3 separate regions of the Mus musculus genome follow, and all the other regions are linked to region 1. A link is a contact called in public promoter capture Hi-C data. All regions are on one chromosome and are shown on one strand. The core of a region is the stretch at or near the end of the contact, and the rest is flanking DNA. Distances in the headings are between cores, read along the strand shown. Region 1 holds the start of Dnmt1 (DNA methyltransferase (cytosine-5) 1). Region 2 holds the start of Epor (erythropoietin receptor). Region 3 holds the start of Ccdc151 (coiled-coil domain containing 151).

Region 1 (3,588 bases), core at 802-3,301:
CTCTCTTTGGGTCTATTTCCCTCTGTATCTGTTTGTCTGACTCTTTTTTTTGTTTGTTTTTGTTTTTCGAGACAGGGTTTCTCTGTGTAGCCCTGGCTGTCCTGGAACTCACTCTGTAGACCAGGCTGGCCTTGAACTCAGAAATCCGCCTGCCGCTGCCTCCCAAGTGCTAGGATTAAAGGTGTGCACCACTACCGCTGGGCTCTTCTCTCCTTTCTTCTCCCTGTCTTTCTCTGTCTGTGTCTCTGTCTGTCTGTCTATCTGTCTGTCTGTCTGTCTCTCCTTTAGACAAGGTCCTGAATCTCACTATGTAATGAGGCTGGCTCCAATCTCCCAATCTTCCTGCATTAGATGCTAAGTGCTAGAATAGATGTCTTTTATCATGCCTGCCTCAGGATTTTTTTTTTTTTTTTATTTTATGTATATGAGTACACTGTTGCTGTCTTCAGAGACACCAGAAGAGGGCATCAAATCCCCATTACAGATGGTTGTGAGCCACCATGTGGTTGCTGGGAATTGAACTCAGGACCTCTGGAAGAGCAGTCAGTGCTCTTAACTACTGAGCCATCTCTCCATCCCCAGTGCCTCAGGATTTTTAAAGTTAGGTTTGTTGGGAAAAGTTCTTTAACAATTTCACATTTGTGTACATGTGCGTGGGTATGTGATGTCAACTTACACACATGGTCAGAGGGAGACTACTTCTGGCTCAGTTCTCTCAGCTGTCTTTCTGGTCCTCGGTCATTCTTTTATTCATCTGGTGCTAGGGATGACTCCCAAGGCTTCTGCTGTGAGGTTAATATTCTGCTGTTGAACTGTATATTCTAAATCCTTCCATACCATGTGGAAGGTAAATAGAAAATATCATTTCTCTGCGATCTGCTTTTTTTTTTTTTATTAAACCCAGATGGCAGAAGTGGTTCCTGGCCTTACCACTATACTACTTCATTGGTATATTGGTCCAGTTCACTTCTGAATTATCTTTTTAAGGAGGTGATTTCAGCTCTGATAGATGAAGCCACTGAGGAAGAGTCCAGATGGTGTGCTCATGGTCGTTTTAGAGGACAAGGGGGTGAAGATGGGGTTAGACGGGAGGCCTTTTGTTTAAGGGTTCATGTATTTCTTACCAAAATGGTAACAAAAGATGAGCAGAAGGGGAGGGGGATAGAGTTATGCCTATAGTTTCTCCTTCTGAAGATGTAAGTTCCAGAAATATGGATCATGGACATATAGTTAGACACTACAGAACCACACATTTCATCTTCCAGTGAAGATGGTAGTTACAGTGGGGCATACCCATAAATCCATCACTCAAGACCAGAGAGAGGCAGGAGGTCTGAACTTTAAGATCAACCATATTATCTATTGTATAGATAGTAAAGTCAAGCCTATCTTGGGTTAAAAAATTGTTGGTGCATTTAAGAGCAGTGTCCACAGCGGCCTTCCCCTGGAAGTGGAGTTACAGGGCTTCGAGTGGCTGGATGTGGGTGGGTGCTCTCCAGGGAGGAAGCTAGCCACTGCGCAGACAAGCCCACTTTTGTTTGTTTTGTTTTGAGACTGGCTTTCTCTGTGTGGCTCTGGCTGTCCTAGAACTCCACTGTATAGACTTGGCTGACCTCAAACTGAGATCTGCCTGCCTCTGCCTCCTTAGTGTAAGGGACTGCAGGCATGCGCCACCACCGCCTACCTTTTTCCTTTTTCAAGAAGATTTTGTTTTTAGACCAGGCTCAATACACAGAGATCCTCTGGCTTTTGCATTCTGAGTGCTGGAATCAAATGCATGCATGCCACAGCCTCTGCCAGACTCAAAAGATTTTTTTTTTTTTAAAGTTGTGTTTGTGCATGTGAGTGCAATGCCCATAGAGGCCAGAAGAGGCTGTAGGACCCCCTGGAAGTGGAATTACAGGGGCTTGGAGCGGCTGGATGCGGGTGCTGGCAAGCAAACCAGAGTCATCCTCTGCAAGAGCAGCACTACCTGCTCTCAAGTGCCGAGCCACCTCTTCAGGCAAGGGGGAGGTGGGTGGCGCCAGTCGCAGCACGGACGAGCCCACTATAGCCAGGAGGTGTGGGTGCCTCCGTTGCGCGCATGCGCACTCCCTTCGGGCATAGCATGGTCTTCCCCCACTCTCTTGCCCTGTGTGGTACATGCTGCTTCCGCTTGCGCCGCCCCCTCCCAATTGGTTTCCGCGCGCGCGAAAAAGCCGGGGTCTCGTTCAGAGCTGTTCTGTCGTCTGCAACCTGCAAGATGCCAGCGCGAACAGCTCCAGCCCGAGTGCCTGCGCTTGCCTCCCCGGCAGGCTCGCTCCCGGACCATGTCCGCAGGCGGTAGGTGCCACGCAGGGTGGGGGTGAGGGGCGGGACCGATGCCGAGGCATATATTGGGGGTATCTCCGGGTGGCCCTGCGGCCGCTGACAGCCAGGGCGCGCATGCGCGGGGCAGCGTTTGGCGCGGGCTGTGCTTCCTGTCGCGCGTGCCCTTAGCTGTTGGCGCCAAAATGGGTGGGGGCCGGGGTGCTGGCAAGCCCATTGACTGGGAGCTTGAGGGAGCAAGGGGATCAGCCCTCTGAAATAGAACAAGCTTGGGGACACCCTCAGGGGTTCCCCTCTTTGGTCAGCCAGGCTCCTGGGTGTGCAGGAAGTGCCCCTCTCCCGGCCTGTGGACACCCTGAAGCCCCCACTCCGCTCCAGCCTCCACTTCCGGTGCCCTGCAGATCCCGCCGCGCCCACCCGAGGGTCCCTCCGCCGGTTCCCCTGGCCCTGGTTCAGAAGGGCCCTCCTTCCCAGCCCCGCTGTCAAGTCCTAGGACCTTTTCTCTCTCATCCTGCCGGGCCGGGCCTGGGCAGCTTGAAGCCCTCGTGGGATTTTGTTTTGTTTTCATCCTAACGTAAAGGAGCTCCTGCGATCCTGGAGCTATCAAAGAGACTCTGCCTGGAAAGAGCTGGTGCTGCAGAATGGGCCCTCCACTTTGGCAGTGACATAACTCTGTCCCGAGATCCCAGAGCAATCGAGGAAACCTTTAACTCCATTCAAAGTGTTTATCAGGGGGAAGGAAAGATGAATGGTAGTGAGATGTCTCGGCCCCCGCCCTATTATTTTAGCCCCTGTAAACCAGTTCTTTCGGTCCTGGCGCCATCGAGGAAGCTTTTTACATTGTCCAGTGTTTATTTCGAGGAGTGAGGGATGGCAGGTAAAGTCCCCCATTTCAGTGCATATGAATCCCCCCTCTCCCCCCCCCCTCCCCAAGCAATCAAGGAAGACCTGGGTAATGGGCCCTCCACTAGTACCTTCCACGCCTCCATGAGGACGGCTGTGTGCAAGGATTGGCGGGAACACTGGATCCCGCTTCCTGTTCCAGAAGGGCATCGTCAATCCGTTCATTCCTGAAAGCTTGTCCCGCGCGTCATTGAGCATTAGTCATAGGTGCCCTGCTAGTGCTGGACACATCCCAACCCGATTCTGAGTCTGCTTTTGCTATCCCGGGGGTTAGTTTACTGGGGTGATGCCAGGCCGATTCCCATTTGAGCTTTGGGGGATAAAGTGGGAGAAGCGGCTGAATTCCCCTTGTCAAACACCCCTGCCCCCAGCTCGCCC
Region 2 (3,301 bases), core at 39-2,538, 1.0 Mb before region 1:
TATATGTATGCATCCACCTATCTCTGTATTTGGGGGGTTCTGGGGATAAACCCAGGGTTTTCCACCTGCTAGGCAAGTGCTGTACCACTACCCGCCATTCAACTTTGTTTTTTTTATTTTTAAGTATAGAAAGCACAGGTCTGGGGCTGGTGAGATGGCTCAGGGGTAAGAGCACCCGACTGCTCTTCCAAAGGTCCGAAGTTCAAATCCCAGCAACCACATGGTAGCTTACAACCACCTGTAACAGAGATCTGATGCCCTCTTCTGGTGCGTCTGAAGACAGCTACAGTGTACTTACATATAATAAATAAATAAGTCTTAAAAAAAAAAAGAAAAGAAAGAAAGCACAGGTCTGTGATCTGAGCACTCAGAAGCTTGGGTCAGGAGGATTGCCACAGTTCCAAGACGGCCTGGGCTATTTAGTGACATCCTGCATGGAAGAAAGCAAGCAATACTGGAGCTGTAGAGTTGGCAGAGCCCTTGCTCAGTAAGGTGAAGCTCTGGGTTCCAGTCCCAGCACCACATAGGTGGTGCATGCCTGTCATCCCAACACCCAGGAAGTGAAAGCAGGAGGACCAGGAGTCTAACATCATCCTTAGTTATTCAGGGAGCTTGATGTCAGCTTGGGATACACTGTCTCCAAAACAATCAGGGCTGGTGAGACGGATGGCTCAGGTGAGCTGGCTCAGCTGGTCAAAGATTTTTCTGCCAATACTGAAGACCTCAGCTTAATACCAGGAGCACAAGGCAGGAGAGAGCTGACTCCCCAAGTTGTTCTGTGCTGTCCACAAGCATCCTGCTGCATTTGTGCATGCACACACATGCACACACACACAAATGTAATTTTAAAAATAGTAAATATTTCATATTCCCAAATCCGTGTAATTCATAAACAGAAAACACCATAGCACGTGTCTGTCACGCTACACAGCCTGATTCCACTCACACACCCAGTTGCTAGTTGTCTTTAGGATTCTTATTTTGAACTGAGCTGGGGAAGAGATACTGGCTGGAGCGAGAGCCTCTCTTCCATCTGTGGCCTGCCGGCTGCACAGCAGGCTGGATTCACAGATGCCCGGACTAGACCTAGACGGTGAAACAACATAAGTCACTTGTCCGTGACCACATTAGCAAAGCCACCCGAAACAAAACTCTGCTGTCTGCCCCACCCCCTACACTGGTTTAGGCAGTGGCTGTGCCCAAGAAGGCCCCTGTTCCCTTGGTGGCTGTAGCTTATCTGTCCCCAGCCTGCAAGCTGGCCCCGCCCCCTGGAAGGAGCTGCCACTTAGAAGCTCCTGGTCAGCTGTGTCCGGCAGCTGCTGCTGACCCAGCTGTGGACTAGGGGAAAGGGGAAAGAGGAAAGGGAAGGAGAGGTGGGGGGGACGAAACAGGGGCGCTGGAGCCCTGAGCTTCCTGAAGCTAGGGCTGCATCATGGACAAACTCAGGGTGCCCCTCTGGCCTCGGGTAGGCCCCCTCTGTCTCCTACTTGCTGGGGCAGCCTGGGCACCTTCACCCAGCCTCCCGGACCCCAAGTTTGAGAGCAAAGGTAAGAACTGTACATGGGCAATGCTGTGGTCTGAATTCCCAGCCCGAGTCCCAGGGGCTAAATGTCCCCTGAACCTCCAGATGGGGTCCTAGGGGCCAAACTGGTGTCTGAACTCGATGAGGCATCTCAGAGTCTCCTCGCCCTGGAGTGATGCTCAGGGCAGAGGCTTAAGATTGGTTGGTTTGTTTGTTTGTTTGTTTGTTTGTTTGTTTGTTTGAAGCAGGATCTCGCTAGACATTCCAGGATGTCCTGGAATTGCTAGGATGAAAGGCATGTGTCACTCGCCTGTACTGTTTCTGGTTTTGAGGCGGCGTCTGTGTAGCCAAAGCTGCCCTCAGACTCATTATGTAATTGAGGTTGAGCTTGAATTCCTGATTCTCCTGCCTCCACCTCCAGTTGCTGGGATGACCTGCAAGAGCCAACACATTCGGCTCTGTTTCGTGTTTTGAGGGAGTCTGGGATATGGTAGAAATGGCAAGGGTAAGGTAGTGCTAGGTCCGCTCTCCTGGGGGAGGGGATCGAGCTCCCAGAGACTGTGAAACAGACCCGCTGCAGACTGTAAACTCAGTTTGGCGGGCGGATGGTGCTAGGTCCTTTGGACGGCTTGCTAGGAGGAGGAAGGGGGCGGGGGACACGGTTGGCGCTATCGGGGGACAGCCGGGTGCCTGCGGGAACCGATAGGAGGCCGAGTTCTCTGCGCTCACACACACCCGCTAGGGCGGGGCGAACAGCGCTCAACTTGCAGGGTGAGTGGGCGTGCGCACGGAGGAGTAGAACAAGGCAGGCGGGGTCGCTACTCTTGGGAGTTCTGAGGCGCCACTTTTGCAAGACCCCTCGAAGGCCCTTTTGGAGAAGAGGGCGGGGCACTAAAATTATCGGATCTGCACAGGCGACAAGAGGGAGGGTAAGGGCACCGTGGAAGGCAGACCTGGGCTTCCCTGATCTCCCCCTCCCCCCGCCATGGCTATCCCCTTTTCTAGCGGCCCTGCTGGCATCCCGGGGCTCCGAAGAACTTCTGTGCTTCACCCAACGCTTGGAAGACTTGGTGTGTTTCTGGGAGGAAGCGGCGAGCTCCGGGATGGACTTCAACTACAGCTTCTCATACCAGCTCGAGTGAGTCCTCAGGACTGGGTGGCCTTAGGAGGGGTGGGTAGAGCAGAGCTTCCTGGATGGGCCTGGAGACTAGGTTAAGGGTGGGAAACTCCGGGAACGGAGGAGGGGATGGGGGTGGTGCGGATGGTGTGGAGGTCGCCCCTGGGTGGCCGGAGCTGGAATAATTCTTTTCCATCAATGGACTCAGGTATTACGTTGGAATTAGGGCACTACCATCGTGGTAGTCAAAAATGCTCTGGTCCCCACGATGTGGACCAAAGAAATCCGAAACTCTCCAATCACCTCCTGCCCTCCCTACTTGTTCAACCTTTTCTTCTTGGTTCCCCCGATCGCACAGGGGTGAGTCACGAAAGTCATGTAGCCTGCACCAGGCTCCCACCGTCCGCGGCTCCGTGCGTTTCTGGTGTTCACTGCCAACAGCGGACACATCGAGTTTTGTGCCGCTGGAGCTGCAGGTGACGGAGGCGTCCGGTTCTCCTCGCTATCACCGCATCATCCATATCAATGAAGTAGGTAGGTGAGAGGGGATGGGAGCGACATCGATGGGGTGGGGACCGAACTGGGTCCCCGCCTACAGGATCCATTTCACTTTCTGCAGTGCTCCTGGACGCCCCCGCGGGGCTGCTGGCGCGCCGGGCAGA
Region 3 (3,196 bases), core at 648-3,147, 1.0 Mb before region 1:
AGTGAAAGCTGCCATTGGGACAAGCAGCTGTGCCTACAGGAAAAAAAAAAAGTTTGATGCGTGTTCCCCACGCCACATTTGTTTGTGGGGGGCTCCAGCAAAGTAAGTGTAACTCGGGTGTGGTGGTGCACGTCTGTAATCCCAGCACTCTGGTGGTGATCACAGGATAACCCGTGGTCCAGGTCATTCTCAGCTACACTGTGTGCTCAAGGCCAGGCTGGGCCACCAGAGACTGTGTCTCCAGAACAAAAATAAACTAAAGCACAACCAAGAAGAAACTGTATCTTCAGGGGCCAGCAACACAATCCTCCAGTATTCCCCAGCTTCTCCGGAGGCCCTTCAAAAAGGCCAGGCAACTCCCCTCCACTCCTCTTTGCCTTCATCAATCCCTAGAAGGCCATTCAGTTTCCCTCCTCCTCCCACTTCTGAGAGGGTCTTCTGTTGGCTCTTCCTGACTCGAAACCTCACCTCCTCCTGAATGCCATTCATGGTTCCTGCAATGACATTTGCTGACTTGGTCATACACCTGGACATTTGTTCCTTTGATAGGGAATGGAAACCAGGACTGGCACCTACAAACACTGCCCCTCAGCTAATCCAAGCCAACAGGGATCTTGTTTCTGTGCCTGCTTCTGCTCACTGAGCAGGAAGCAACAGGAGAGTGAGATCCAAGTTCTTTGGGGCATCTGCGCTTAGCAGGCTCATTTAATGGGCGATGGGCAAATGCAAACGCTCACCAGGCTCATCTGAACCGTCCTTACAGTCGCAGTAGTCGTCGTTCACCTGATCGAATGGGATGGTGGCTGTGCCGTCCAAACAGGTGAAAGGTTTAGATTCTTCATAGAAGTGATGGTCTGGTGAGGGAAACAAGAAGCTCTGCTCAGATCTTAAATAAATATTACCTCTGTCCCACTCACTCACCAGCTGAAATGCTACGGGAAACGGAGGAAAAAGGCTGAAACGCCCCTCCCGATGCACAAAGAAGAGACTCACTGCTGAGGGAAACGCCCCGGGGTCTCTTAACTTCTACAGCCCAACAGAGGGGTAGTAGTAGTAGCAGCAGCAGCAGCATCCCGTCCGGGCCGAGACCGGAAGTGTGTTATGCGGCAGGAAGATACGCGATGGCCTCTCACTGTAGGAAAGAATGAAGAAGCATCTAATCATTGGGAGAAGGCAGCTTACCCAAGACCGGCCTCACCACTGCTTCCGGAAAAGGAGGGCACAATCGGAGTTGGAAGTGCAAGGGCAAGGGGCGTCTCTCCGCCCCGAGCCAGTGGAAGAGTCTCAAAGTGAACTCAAAACCATAGGTCTCTCGGTAAAGAGGTGAAATGGGCAACTCCCGCCAAAGGTTCAAAGGATTTACGATCCCTCCACACCACCCACCCTGCTGCAACCTATAAGAAACTAGGGTGCCTTCCTCCCATCGCTACTTCATCACCTACGCGAGGTAGAGGCAAAGGTCAATAGCCACCACACCAGGTTAGCTCAGCAGCCACGGTTCCTGCAGTAGAATAAGAGAACGGAACGCTCCGGATACGTCACTTCCGTTTTGCTCATCCCTCTTGGCGAACGGCAACTCCGGGACGCCATGTTAGGAGTGGCAAGAGTGCGTGTGCGGGCGCTGAGGCGGCCATCTTGAGTAGGAACATGAAGACCTAACCTTAGAACAGATCGGAAGTGTAGCGCTTAATGGCGGCGTAACGTGCCTCCATCTTGGGAGTGGCGGGTTACTGGCCACTGCCAGCGAACACGCAGGCGTCACGTGACCGCTACGCTCGCGCCTCTCTTTCGCTGGGCCTCTTTGTGGGACCGCCCCTCCGAACCGAGTCAGCCAATAAGAGCAGTGGAGTGTAACGCGGGCGGTTTCCTTGGGAACGTGGGCGGGGGGAGGAAGTTACTTAGCAACCGGGAGATGCTAAGAGGCCCGCAGCCAGGCAGTTAGCAGAAGTGCATTCCCAGAGCCTAGGGAACCAGCGTTTAGGATCCTGGATTATAGAGGCCAACTTGTAGTTATTCTCCTACCCCTTAGAGGCTTCCCGACCTTAACCCGATCACCATGACGTCCCCCCTGTGCTGGGCAGCCGCGACCACCACGGTGACTAGCCCGGAGCAAGCTCCAGCGCCCTCTTCCAAAGCCAAAGGCAGTAAGGTTCACCGAAGCAAGTCTATGGGCCGGGCACAGGCCTGGCCTGCACATCATCCCAAGTCAGCAACCTCCTTCCATGCAATGAAGTCTTCTGTGCACGCACAGGTGCTTGAGTTACAAAGAAAAATCCAACTGTTAGGTAAGTATGGCTGCAGACTGCACCGAAGGATCCGGGATCAACCGTGCCCACCAGGTCTTCTGAGTAGGCGCTATGTGTTTCTCCAGCACGAGTCTATGTGACCAACTTGAAACAAACACTCAAATCTTATCTTTCTTTCCCATTTCTTTGTACTATTACCTCTTCTAATGTGCATATGGGTGAGTGAAAAGCACAGATTCTAGAGTTTGTTTTTCTTTATTTATTGTTCTGTTTTGCGTTTCTGTGGGCAGAGTGCAGTACTCTCAGATGCCAGGAGAAGGCATTGGATCCCTTGGAGCTAGAGTTACAGGTGTTTATGAGCTGACCAATGTGGGTGCTTGAGACTAACAACCTTCCTCGCTCTGCAGGAGCAGCAAATGTCCTTAACCACTGAGCCATTATCCCTCCCACCCAAATTTTATTTATTTATTAAATTATTTTTGAGAGTTAGCCTCATGTGGCCCAGGCTAGCTTGAACTCAAAGGAGACCTAGCTCCACCTTTTTGGGTGATTGGCATGTGCCACCATGCGGGCATCATGCGGTGCTGAGGCTGGAACCCAGGGCTCTATTCATGCTACTCAAGCACTTTGCTGAGTTATATCTTCAGCCCAAAGAGAGTTTGTTTCTCTGGGGTCTGAATCCTTGCTCTGCATAAAAGTTGTTTGATCTTGGGGAACTTAGAGTCATCTAATTGTACTCAGTTTTTCCACCTGTAAAATGGGCATAGTAACTGCACAGGTAGTACTTGACATTCATAAAATGCTCATATAGTGCATTGTTAAGTAGTAGAAAGTAAAAACTAGTGGCTTCCCTGGAGGGGGAGGAGATAATGCTGCCCTTCCCAGAGACTATTTAGCAATGTCTGCAGACTTTTTTATCATTTTGCTGAATGCAGGAGGGTACTACTCCA

Evidence for each region. Promoter capture Hi-C pulls out the DNA fragments that hold promoters and counts their contacts.
Region 2: a promoter capture Hi-C map of liver shows a contact between it and region 1, with 5 times the contacts expected there. The contact joins the promoter of Epor here to the promoter of Dnmt1 in region 1. A contact is called at or near these places in 3 of 39 promoter capture datasets (liver and pre-B cells) and 1 of 484 Hi-C or Micro-C datasets (CD8 T cells).
Region 3: a contact with region 1 is called in a promoter capture Hi-C map of pre-B cells, with 2.8 times the contacts expected there. The contact joins the promoter of Ccdc151 here to the promoter of Dnmt1 in region 1. A contact is called at or near these places in 1 of 39 promoter capture datasets (pre-B cells) and 1 of 484 Hi-C or Micro-C datasets (CD4 T cells).

Annotation. Positions count from the first base shown.
Region 1 is chr9:20,951,442-20,955,029 of GRCm38.p6, reverse strand. Dnmt1 (DNA methyltransferase (cytosine-5) 1) reads left to right here and starts at 2,051. Exons shown (of 39, transcript NM_001199431.1): 1 at 2,051-2,322. The coding sequence starts at 2,243.
Region 2 is chr9:21,961,563-21,964,863 of GRCm38.p6, reverse strand. It overlaps Epor (erythropoietin receptor), which reads left to right and starts at 1,288. Exons shown (of 8, transcript NM_010149.3): 1 at 1,288-1,547; 2 at 2,528-2,660; 3 at 2,998-3,173; 4 at 3,259-3,301. The coding sequence starts at 1,433.
Region 3 is chr9:22,001,335-22,004,530 of GRCm38.p6, reverse strand. It overlaps Ccdc151 (coiled-coil domain containing 151), which reads left to right and starts at 1,897. Exons shown (of 13, transcript NM_029939.3): 1 at 1,897-2,285. The coding sequence starts at 2,057. Prkcsh (protein kinase C substrate 80K-H) reads right to left here and starts at 1,543. Exons shown (of 18, transcript NM_008925.2): 1 at 1,443-1,543; 2 at 994-1,132; 3 at 738-854; 4 at 1-33. The coding sequence starts at 1,072.